Regions from separate parts of the Mus musculus genome. Here region 1 is linked to region 2. A link is a contact called in public Micro-C data. All regions are on one chromosome and are shown on one strand. Each heading gives the region's core, a stretch centred on a gene start, on an enhancer-like site or on the middle of the called end of the contact. The rest is flanking DNA. Distances are from core to core; before and after follow the strand shown. Region 1 overlaps Ablim1 (actin-binding LIM protein 1). Region 2 overlaps Afap1l2 (actin filament associated protein 1-like 2).

The links. A called contact is a pair of places that touch in the nucleus more often than the background predicts.
Region 1: a contact with region 2 is called in a Micro-C map of trophoblast stem cells, with 4 times the contacts expected there. The contact joins two enhancer-like sites. A contact is called at or near these places in 1 of 15 datasets of contacts at CTCF or cohesin (the NIH/3T3 cell line), 5 of 484 Hi-C or Micro-C datasets (the 3T3-L1 cell line, the F1.1 cell line, embryonic stem cells and 2 more) and 2 of 9 other capture datasets (embryonic stem cells and pancreatic islet).

The regions. Positions count from the first base shown.
Region 1 is chr19:57,066,471-57,071,643 of GRCm38.p6, reverse strand. Ablim1 (actin-binding LIM protein 1) reads left to right here. Exons shown (of 26, transcript NM_178688.4): 11 at 2,707-2,784; 12 at 3,398-3,553. Among named protein-coding and RNA genes, the nearest start is that of Afap1l2, 60 kb to the right of the region's middle. Within about 2 kb of position 2,528, at least 11 of the 459 cell types and tissues checked have an H3K27ac peak or open chromatin away from gene starts, as enhancers often do. A contact at or near this core is called in trophoblast stem cells, where this site is marked.
Region 2 is chr19:56,916,270-56,922,237 of GRCm38.p6, reverse strand. It overlaps Afap1l2 (actin filament associated protein 1-like 2), which reads left to right. Exons shown (of 19, transcript NM_001177797.1): 11 at 1,650-1,861; 12 at 4,111-4,256; 13 at 5,001-5,112; 14 at 5,666-5,914. Among named protein-coding and RNA genes, the nearest start is that of Vwa2, 45 kb to the right of the region's middle. Within about 2 kb of position 2,422, at least 19 of the 459 cell types and tissues checked have an H3K27ac peak or open chromatin away from gene starts, as enhancers often do. A contact at or near this core is called in trophoblast stem cells, where this site is marked.

The DNA.
Region 1 (5,173 bases), core at 1,279-3,778, 150 kb before region 2:
TTAGGATAAAACCTCCAAAGATGATTGTTCAGCTTTAAAAAATAATTTTACCATCATAAAGGAAAATAATTGCCATGAGGTGAACCAGTCTACAATGGCAAAAAACAGTGTCCTTCAAGCCTTGAGCAGAGTCCATGGGACAGCAAACCCAGAACCATTTGGCAGACAGCACATGGTGTTAAATGCTAGGGATGAGCCACGGGTAAAAGTCACTGTGTATGAAGGGATCGGAGTCCCTCCACAGGGTCCTCAAGGAAGAGGGCACTGACAGCTGCAGGCAGGAAAGCACCCATAACTGTGACAGGTCTTCCGACAAGCCGGGACACATTTGACTTTTTAAGTTCTGTAGCTGCAGCCAGTGCCAGATAGCCCTGTCTATGCATCTCACACGTGAAGAGAATATTCTCAGTAGGTATGGAACACAGGTAACTCCGCCCCTTAGGATCAGAGACCAGGCGCAACGTCTGGGAAATATTGACCACCTACATATGCCTGGCCAAGCGCCTGGAGCTGTCTGCCTCCGCTCTCACTCAGCCCTGGAGACGTAATTGTCCGGAGTTCTGCCTTCCTAGGTCACCCAAGTTGAAAAGTTGAAGAGCAAAGTTTTTAAAAAAGAAAGACTTGTGTCGCCAGGATTTAAAAGAGCGACTTGATTCCAGAAGCAGACTTTAACCTCCATATGTTACGTGTAGCTGTATTTTGTCCAGTGTAAAGGAGGTAAGGATGGGAAGTCATGTGACCTCCCGACCAATGAAGAGACCCCATCTCAAAGGAGGCTGACAACATTCCTGTAGATGATGCCTGAGGTTGTCCTCTGGCCTTCATATGAACACATACATGTGTCACACACATACATACACACACATATACACACATGCAAACACATTTGCATGTGTATTATCCCTTCACACATACATGCTCACACACACACATACACACATACACACATACACACATACATCCTAAAAACACATTTGCATGTGCATTAGCGCCATACACACACACACACGTACACATTCATGTGTGTGTTGCTTTGTTCGACCCTTATGAGGGGCAACATCTTTTTTTTTTTTTTAGGAGCCCGTATTTTGCTTGTGCCATGTCTGTATTTGGGCTAGGAAATGGAACTTGAAACCAGACATATTTGGGCAATGTTAGGAAATTCAGGATATTTCTCAGTGAAATTCATTGTTCCTGGTGACCTGTCAGTCTAGTCACAATTAGAGGAATGCACGGGTTCATACCAGGTGTTGGGGAGAAAACTCAGCTTGTCCAGTCAGACATACCTCCTCCTGGCTGTGCTGTGATTTCTCCTGCCACCTCTACTCAGCTATTTCAGAAGTCCCAGACAACCAGAGACTAGCAGCTTACAGCCTCTGGCAGGCCCTGCCTTTCATAGTGAGTCCAACCACTGCTGCCCTGAGCTGGCCCGGTTGTCTTTGTGGTCCCTGCTTCAGACATGAGCTACTCAGTGCCCTGAGTCCAAGTTCTTGTGGGCTCTTTCTGTCCTATTCGAGGCACTGAACTGAAGTCGACTGTATCAGAGAGGAAAGGGGCCTGTTCCTAGTTTAGCTTTATAGGTGTTACTCCCCAGGAAGTAGTACATAGACAAGAGGAAGACTTTCATGAGGGCTTTGCTTTCTTTATAGAATGTTCCAGAACATGCCAACCAGAGATAAAAAGCCATTGATCCTGCTTTGTACCTCCTCTTCCTGCCCCATACCCAGCCTCTTCCATCTTTCCAGAGGCTCATCACCCCCGCCACACACACACACACATACACCCACCACAGGGACTCTGATTACACTCAACCCATGTAATAAACCTGAGTATACACTTACCATTAAAGGATAGCTTGTTTCTTCTTCCAAGTATTTATATCTCTGCGCACTGTTTCTCTAATAAAGGGGGATCCAGGGCAATGTGAGGAAATCAACCAACTTCTCATTAGGAGTTAATTCACGAAGGAAAAATTAGGGTTGACGATGAGAGACAACAGCAAGGGGAATGGTCTGTGGGCTGAGGAAGAAGTGGGAGGCCTCTGAGGGGGTGAGTTCAAGGTTGGAGGAAGAAAAGGAACCAACCAAGGAAAGTTGGTGGAAAGAGCGAGTCAGGCTGTGAATCAGCCAGGATAAAAGGCTGGAGGCAGGGACACAAGGCCTGCTCTTGAGAGGGCAGGTGATAAATGACAAGGAAGAAGGAGACTGGGACCTGATACTGAGGCCCCAGCAGCTGTGATTTCACACTAAATTGGCCACCGAGGCAAAATCAGCACTGTGACAAGGAACCAGGTTCCACAAAGGTTTCTCTCTTGAAATAATCCCCATGGTGCCAAGAGGACAGAAGGAGGGCAGAGGTGAGCAGGAAGCCCGTGAGAGGCAAGGAAAGCCCAGGGTGTGCTCTGCTGTGGTTCTGAAGACTAGAGCTGGTGACTGGAGCTGGGACACTGGGCTGACATGGAGCTGGACTGAAACGCACAGCTTCAAGATATGCTCTAGTTTCAAGCCCAAGGTTCTGTAAGCGACAAGGAAGTGAAAGGGCCATGAAAGCCACCTGGACATTTCAGGCCCTTTCCTTCAAGGGTATACCTCCTGTCCTACGCCATGCTCACGGGTCTCTCCTTTCTTAGCTGGTTGAGTTTTCCATGAGGCTTGGGTGCCTGGGCTGTTCAGAAGTCTGACAGGCCACTCGCTGTTTATTTTGCAGCCCACCAGGACCTCCTCTGAAAGTATCTATTCTAGACCAGGCTCCAGCATCCCTGGTTCACCAGGCCATACTATCTATGTAAGTATCACTTCCAGAAGGGACACTTGGGGGAGCAGGTGGGTCTGGGATTAGAACCATCGGATGGAGAAGCCAAGAAAGGAAGCTGATCCCCTGGGATCCTGTTAGAAGATCCCAAAGGTGCAGTCACATGGTATAGATAGAGCTTAAAAGCTTGTTGCACCTAACATGTGTGCAGATATTTGGGGGATTAACTGCCCATTTTATAATGCTGCTGCTGATGTTATTAAATTCTGCCACAAAGATATTTACATATTTAGTTTATTCAATATACAGTACTTATATTTAGCTATCTGAAAAGATTTATTGACCATCTCTTTGAGTTTTTTCTCTGTGTTGAGAAACTATTCTGAAGGTTGAAATATTTCTTTATTCACTAAATTCTATACACGCCCATTCTAAGCCATTGATGATATTTTATTTTTAAGCGTGATTAATAGACGCGTTGATTAATAGGGGCATTGATCCTTCCTAAAGGATGTGACATCACGCAGCAAGGCGTTTGGCTTGGTTTAAGAATCCCATTTTAAGCAAGGCCGTAAATGGCACTGAGGATAATTTCTCGACAAACTGAAATAGAGGATTAACTTTTCTCGCTGTTTAACTCTGCCAGGCAAAAGTAGACAATGAAATCCTGGATTACAAGGATTTAGCAGCCATCCCCAAGGTCAAGGCGATCTATGACATCGAGCGTCCAGATCTCATTACCTATGAGCCTTTCTACACATCAGGCTATGAGGACAAGCAGGAGAGACAGAGCCTTGGAGAGGTAATGGATTCCCAGGGATTGCAAACAATATGGCCATCCAGTGTCCCGTTTCACTCACCTCTAATAAGAACCACTGTTTGGGACTAAGCTATGTCAGACTTTGCCGACACTCTGAAGGGCTCTGTACCTGGTGATGTGAGGGACTCAGAACCTATCCCATGACCTCCTAAACGAGGGTACAGAGAGGTAAGAAATTAGCCGTTTGGGCCTGAGGTTGCATGCGTGTGCGTGCGTGCGTGCGTGCGTGCGTGCGTGTGTGTGTGTGTGTTGGGGGCAGGTTGTTAAGGGAAGGAGGTCATACATAGGGTATCTTGGACTTCAGATAACTTGGAAGTACATTTCTAGGGATCATGAGATGTAAGACCTCACCCTTAAATTTAAGCAGCTTCAGTTTCTGACATGTTAATGGAGGATGAATGGAGGGGAAGGCGGTATGGCTGAGCAGATAGCTGGGGTTCCTTGAATGGATTACTGGGTTTCAACCGAAGGTGTTAGCACATGCTGGTTTCGATTGTCATGTGACAGTCACCGTGATCCCAGTCCCTTCATCGGGAAAATAGGGTAATGACAATCAGCTCCTTGGAGATGCTTATATGGATTCAAGAAACTGAAGAGCAACGAGGAGGGGCAGACTTGCACATGCTCAGTGAGGAGGGGCAAACTTGCACATGCTCAGTGAGGAGGGGCAAACTTGCACATGCTCAGTGTGGCTGTGGCCCCTGCTGTGGCCCTGTCTACGGCTCACTACAGCTCAGTGTGCAGGCCTGACCCTCTGCTGGGCCAGAGTTTCTCAGCCTAGAGGGCTCTCTCCCCTGTGCTAGCTCCTAGGGTTAGAGGTTACCTACTGCCACCTCGCACCCTGACCATACGCTGTTTCCCTCAGCTCCTTCAATTTATTCTAATTTTCTCACTTACCATTTTGTTTGTTTGGTTGGTTGGTTGGGTTTTCAAGGCGAGGTTTCTCTGTGTGCTTTTGTTGTCCTATAACTGGCTTTGTAGACCAGGCTGGCCTCGAACTCATGGGGATATGCCTGCTGGGATTAGAGGTGTGTGCCATACACCCAGCCCCTTTATTTATTTTCATTGTTATTACAGCTTGACCCTGGAGACTGACAGACCATGCTTTCTCACTGCACGCCCTTTCTGTCTTATTCATTATTTAAGTTGGAGTCATCTGTAACCTGATTGGACTCCATTCAGAGAAATATTATCAAGTAGTGGACTTAACTGGGCCCTCCAGCCAAGGCCAGAGAAGATTGTAGACTGTAGCATCCCACGGTGCCTAGACTTGCATAAGACGAACCAAACACTTGAGGCACATATGTCATGCTAGACTTTGGGATACAGCAGGAGCTTGGAAAATCCTGTCTCAACACCGCTCCCTCAAAAGGCATGAAAATGTGATGCTGGCTTTGATTTGTTCCCAGTTATGCACACTAGTATTTATTGTTTTATAGCAATTTTGTGTATTTATAATTATTCCTCTTCTTGCTGATTCCCAATCTGGGTTTTATTCTAGAACACAGCCTGCATTAAGGTCCCCAGTCTGGCAAGGGACTTGCATTTTTCCCATAGTGCCATCTGGTGGTTTGCTTGCTGCACTGCATCTACAGACGGTTA
Region 2 (5,968 bases), core at 1,173-3,672:
TGGTCATCCCTCCTCTCACTCATACTTGAAGGAACTGAGGTCAGGAGGGAGACAGGCCAGGCCTAGAAAATATCCTGGTATGGAACCTCTTAATTCCAAGGTTGGACCTTGGGCTGCAATCCTCTCTGGGCCTGGAAGCCACCCCCACCTCCACCTTGCTCACCTCTGGGCCTTTTTCTCGACCCCACTCCCGGGCTCTCTCCTGAGCCCCTGGTTCTCCTGTTGCTTGAGGAAGGCAGGGTAGAAGACAAGGCTTTTCTTTGGAGCCTTCTGCTTCCCAGGCTAGGGTGTGGCCTACTTCTGCCTGTCACTGCCGCCTCAGGAAGCAGAGTGTACAGCCTGGGAGACTGGTCCTAGTGCACACTGGGATGTGACTGGATTGCTCATGGAACTGTTTTATCTTCATGCATAGCCTCCTTCCCGGAGGCTGTGACAGTGAGAACAGACACCCAGGGACTTAGCTCTCACTTCACCTGATCTAAACGTCTCTGGGGCTGTGATAGGCACAGGAGCATCTGTTTGGACTTTAGCTTCTGCTCTCTGGATCCTCAGCTTTGATGTCTTTTCAATGTGGTGTAGAAATGTATGTGAGCCCCACTGTCTATCAGGAGACCAGCTCTGTATGGGGCTGTCTAATCTGCTTCACTGCCTGCTTAGCTGTCGAGGACTCAGAGATGCTGCCAATCACTTAGAACTGAGCAGCTCTACTTCATAAGCCTGTGTATTTGAGAAGGTTAGGCTCAGAGAGGAGACAGCCCATTACGCATCTCCTCTAGGTGTGCAGGAAGCCTAGAGGCCAGGTTTTGCTCATCTTTGTTGCCTGGGGACAAGGCTCCATTGGTATATGGCAGCAGTTCAATAAACGTGGAGAAGCTGAACAATCCGTGAATGAGAAAGGATGTATCCTGGGTATACCCTGGTGCTATAGCTTCTGGGTGCTACAGGGGGGAAATGGGGTCCCCAGTCAAAAGGCTAAAAGCTCCAGTCCTAGGTCCTGGAAAGGCATGTGTCCAGCAGAGGAGGTTGGCACTGAAGCAGAGCTTTGCTGCAGTAGGCCCTACATGTTCTAACAGCAGGTAAACTGAGTCAGGGCTAGAGAAGACATAGACGCACCTGCTCAGGAGGAAAGAGGAGGGTTGGGTGTTGTGGGTAATGTCTGGACCACGTATCAGGGAAGTAAGAAAACTTGAGGCAGCAGGTTTGACTCTAGAGCCAGGAGATTTGACTTGAGACCAGACGTAGGGGGTTGCCTGCTGGAACCGAGAGGCCTGGAGGTGAGGTCTGGTAGAGGACCCGTATGCTGTACAAATACTCACCAGTCCCAGGCTAATAGAGGACAAAGCCCACTTTCCTCCAGCCATACTTTTGCCAAGAACTGGGATAGCTATACTGCCCTGCCCTGGAGTGCCAGGAAGAAAATAATATACTCTGAGATTGACAGATGTCATCTCTGCGATGACATATGACAGGTTCCGAAATGGGTGACACCCAAAGAGACCCAGTGGTAGTGCCACCCCTAGACCCTGTGGTCTTCTAGGTCCCCCTGTAGCCACATCCCTGCTGAAGAATGTCCCGTTAGAAGAGTTGTTCTCTGCGGATGCATGTCTCCTGTGACCTCCTCCTCCTCCTGTCTGCATGTCCTTCTGCAGGCTACCTGAATGTGCTGGTGAACAGTCAATGGAAGTCACGCTGGTGCTTCGTTAGAGACAGCCACCTGCACTTCTACCAGGACCGGAACCGGAGCAAGGTGGCCCAGCAGCCCCTCAGCCTGGTGGGCTGTGACGTGCTTCCAGATCCTAGCCCCGACCACCTGTATTCCTTCCGTATTCTCCACAACGGCGAGGAGCTAGCCAAGCTTGAGGTACACTGACTGTGGGGCAGGCAGGAAGGACGGACAGCCAAGGGCGGGCGGTCTCTTGGCTGTCAACTGAAGTACTGAGGACCACGATCCCACTAAGAGAGGACCAGTGGCTTTTATCTCCATTATCTACAGCTGTTTATGCTTTTAAAAAAAATGTCCATTCTTGTTCAGACCTCAGGATGGGTGGCTTTGTCACAGGGGTGGGACCACAGGCTTCTTTCTGTACAGGGCACTCCGGGAGTACTTTTAGCCCCCATGGTGCCAGAGCAGAGTCTGAAACTCAAAAGGCGTGCTATTTACTGTGTATGTTACCAGCCACAAGAACCCAGAGGCCCGGTTCACAGAAATGAGGGCTGCTGGAATTTATCTGAGATCAGGACTTGCTCTGCGATACAATTACATTTCGGCCTCTCCCTGCCTTTTGGTTTCATGCACTGTTAAAGTTACAAAAACAAGAGATGACATAATACAAGCTTGCTAGGAACCCCACAGGCGGGGCTGAGGTCCTACACACAAGCAAGCACTTGCCCATTAACTCCTGTCCACTTAGGACTTTAGCCACCGGCCTTCCAAGTCCGCTCCAATGCTGCCCCCTAGTGACTAAACCGTCCACACCAACAATGGCCTCACACAGACAGGTCCATCCACTCATTTCGCATTAGCCAACTCCTTGGATGAGGGAGAGAACTTGTGTCTGTCTTCACAGAACTTATTTTCTATTTTGGCAGTGTGATGACATCTGGTGACACAATTAGTTGTTTAGTTACAGTTTCAGGGAAGGACTAGGGCACGGTGAAGGTGACCTAGACCACCAGGAAGCTGCTGCACTTGCCCAGTGTAGGAGCGGTGGCCTGGAAGAGGTCTCTAAAAAGCAGTACTGAGAAATCCAATTGGAAATCAAAGGAGAAAGGAAATCTGTATTCTTTTTCCTGTGGCTGTGAATAAGTGCCTGACAGAAAACAACTCAGAGGAGAAACTGGCTTGGCCCTTGGCTTTAAGAAATACACACAGCCCATCATCCGACAGAGGAAGGCATGGTAACAGTTACAGCCCATCCTCCGACAGAGGATGATGGTAACACCTTGTATCTGCAGTCAGAAAACAGGTGCATACTGGCCTCAGCTTGGTGCTCTTTCTCATTCAGCGCAGGCCCGGGGTCTGTCAGGATGGTTCCAGGGGCTTTTCCTCTCTTCATATAAATCTATATGGAAACATCCTCATGAACATGCCCAGGGGCTGGGCAGTGGTGGTGTACACCTTTAATCCTGGCACTTGGGAGGTAGAGACAGGAGGATCTCTATTAGTTTGAGGCCAGCCTGGTCTACAGAGTAAGTTCCAGGACAGCCAGGGCTACACAGAGGAACTCTGTCTTGAAAAAACAAACAAACCAAACACCAAACCTGCCCAGAGGTGTGTCTCCTAGGTATTTCCAAATCCAGTCAATAAGAAACTGAGGACGAGTGCGGCACCAACAGAAAGTTGAGTTTGGTTTGTAGCTGTATCTCCAGAAGGATGGTAGGACTGAGCGGCCTGGGACCAGAGAGGTAGCTAGTTTTGCTCATAAAAATAAGCCTATGGCTTTTATACAATTCTATTTTCTTGTCACAAAGGCAAGACATAATATTGACATTTGAATAGAAACGTTCAGTGCCTACAGTTGATTGGGATGCACCCCTCCCCCCCAAAAGGAAACACCAGATTTGCTGGGACTCAGTAAATCAGGATTTCTTGCTCTTGTATCAGGTCTTTCAGATTCTTCAACTTTATTGGTGTCATAAAATAAAACCTGAACATGGAAGTGTCTCAGCACTCTCCCATGCATGGGTTAAGATGATAAAAGGGACAATTACTGTCTATGGAAGAGTCTACCTACAATGTATACAGTTATTCAGTAACCAACAGTTTTAGCACCTCCTGATCGATAGCTCTTGATAATCTTTTTTTTTTTTAAACCTTGAGAATGTAACTATTAGCTTCTAGAAACTCACGTCTACAGTCTCATGTGATGCTCCCCACCGATGTCTGGAGTGTCACTGAGGTGTCACTATGGTGACAAAAAGGAGGTGCCACTGCCAGAAAATGCTATTTAGGTTCGCTCGGGGACACAATGTGCTGGTAAAACTGAGGGTGCCCTGAACAGGTCTCATACTTGATGGCAGGGACCGGAGTGAGCTATCCTGGCCTAGAGGGAGGGATTGGCCAGGATAGCATGCCTTCCTTATTCGAGACTCTGCATGTCCTTCTCCTAGGCCAAGTCTTCAGAGGAGATGGGCCACTGGCTAGGCCTCCTGCTCTCAGAGTCGGGCTCCAAGACTGACCCGGAAGAGCTCACCTACGACTATGTGGATGCTGAAAGGGTTTCCTGTATTGTGAGTGCGGCCAAAACCTCTCTCTTGTGAGTAAGAAGAGGCCTTTCCTTGTGTGTCTTTTAATCCAGCCTTGCTTCTAGACCTGGTGGGTAGTAGGGCAGCATGCCCACTGGGAGCTCAGGGTCAGTCGAGTCCTCTTGTTCCTGCAGTAGGGGAGTGCAAAGCAGGGGCCCTGAAGCCACATGGCCCATCCTCGGGAGACCCAGAACAGAGCTTAGCCCCAGGGTCTGTTACCGTTAGATGCTCTCTAGCTCCCAAGCACTGAGTAGGCACCTTTCATGACTTCCCCTGGATTCCTCACTGGGTCTCCAGTGCACTCTGGGAGATTCAGGGCAAGGTAGGTGCTTTCACTTTATAGATGGGCAGGAGTGTCTTGGATAAAGAGGTGCTGCCAGTCAGGAGCCAGCTTGGTCCCTGAAATGGGGCCTGTTCCCTAATGTACAAAATGGGGATGCATCTTATCTGAGGTGCCCCGGGTGCACCGTGGGGGTGAAATGTTCTGGAATCTTGTGGCTGGTACTCTAATGAAAGGGAAGAACCCTTAGAAGATGACTGGAGGACTCTGAGGAGGGATTAGCTTAGGGAAGCTTGTTTTCTCTGGAGGGGAAATCTAGACCCAAGAGTTCTGAACAAACGAGATGGCCATGGCTGGGAGGAGACAGGCATTTATCTCAGGCCTATGTAACCCAGGGCTTTGAGTCTGCATTCTTTGAAGTGGCTGGGGTTCTATGGGGACCTGGATGCATTTTTCACCCACATATGTCTTATAGACTGATGCAGAGAAAGTTCTCAGAGCCCAACACATACATCGATGGCCTGCCCAGCCGGGATTGCCAGGACGATCTGTATGATGATGTGGAGGTATCAGAGCTGATAGCCGTGGTGAGCACTTGGACTGGGGATGGGGTTGGAGGTGAGGGGGTATGATCACAGACAGTCAGACTGTCCCCAAGACCAGCAGTTCCCAGTCACCTACTGGGCCACCCTTTGTGCATAGGGTTGTGTGCATGAGACTCACCTAACTGGAGACCTATCTAGTAAACAATACTTGGTTATTTGCTCTGATCGGTGCTGGGTGTGGAGAATAGATGGTGGGTAGCGTGAGGTAGGAGCATTGGCACATTAGCCTTCAAAGCCTACGTTGGTAGCTGAGGCGGGCCGAGCATGCTGGTGGCAGGGTCCTGGTTCTGGAACGAAGTAGTTGTATCTCCCTCAATCCTGACCCCCCTGTCACTTCCTTCTTTACACAGAATGCTGTGTTCTGAGCCTTCTGACTCTGGGCTCTGACATCCCATCCAGGACCCCACAGAGGGTTCCGTAGGAAGGGAGGAAGCAACACAGAAACTGCAGCATGAGAGGGGACAGGCAATCCTGAGGCTGGGTCCCTTACAGCCAAGGGAATGAGGTAGTAAACACCCCTGGCTTTTTCCTGTAGGTGGAGCCTGCCGAGGAAGCCGCCCCTGCTGTCGATGCTAACAGTGGTAGTGAGCCAGACAGAGTCTACCTGGATCTCACACCGGTCAAGTCCTTCCTGCACAGTAGCAGTGAGGCTCAGGCGCAGGCCTCTCTCCCAGCAGTGCCACATCAGGACGATGTAGCTGAGACCCTCACAGTAGACCCAAAGCCAGGCACCACCCCAGAGGAGCCCCACACAGAGTCTCCAGGAGACCCAGAGGTGCAGCAGGTACAAGCCATCCCAGCAACCGTACCCAGCCACCTCACCAAGCCCTGCAGTCAT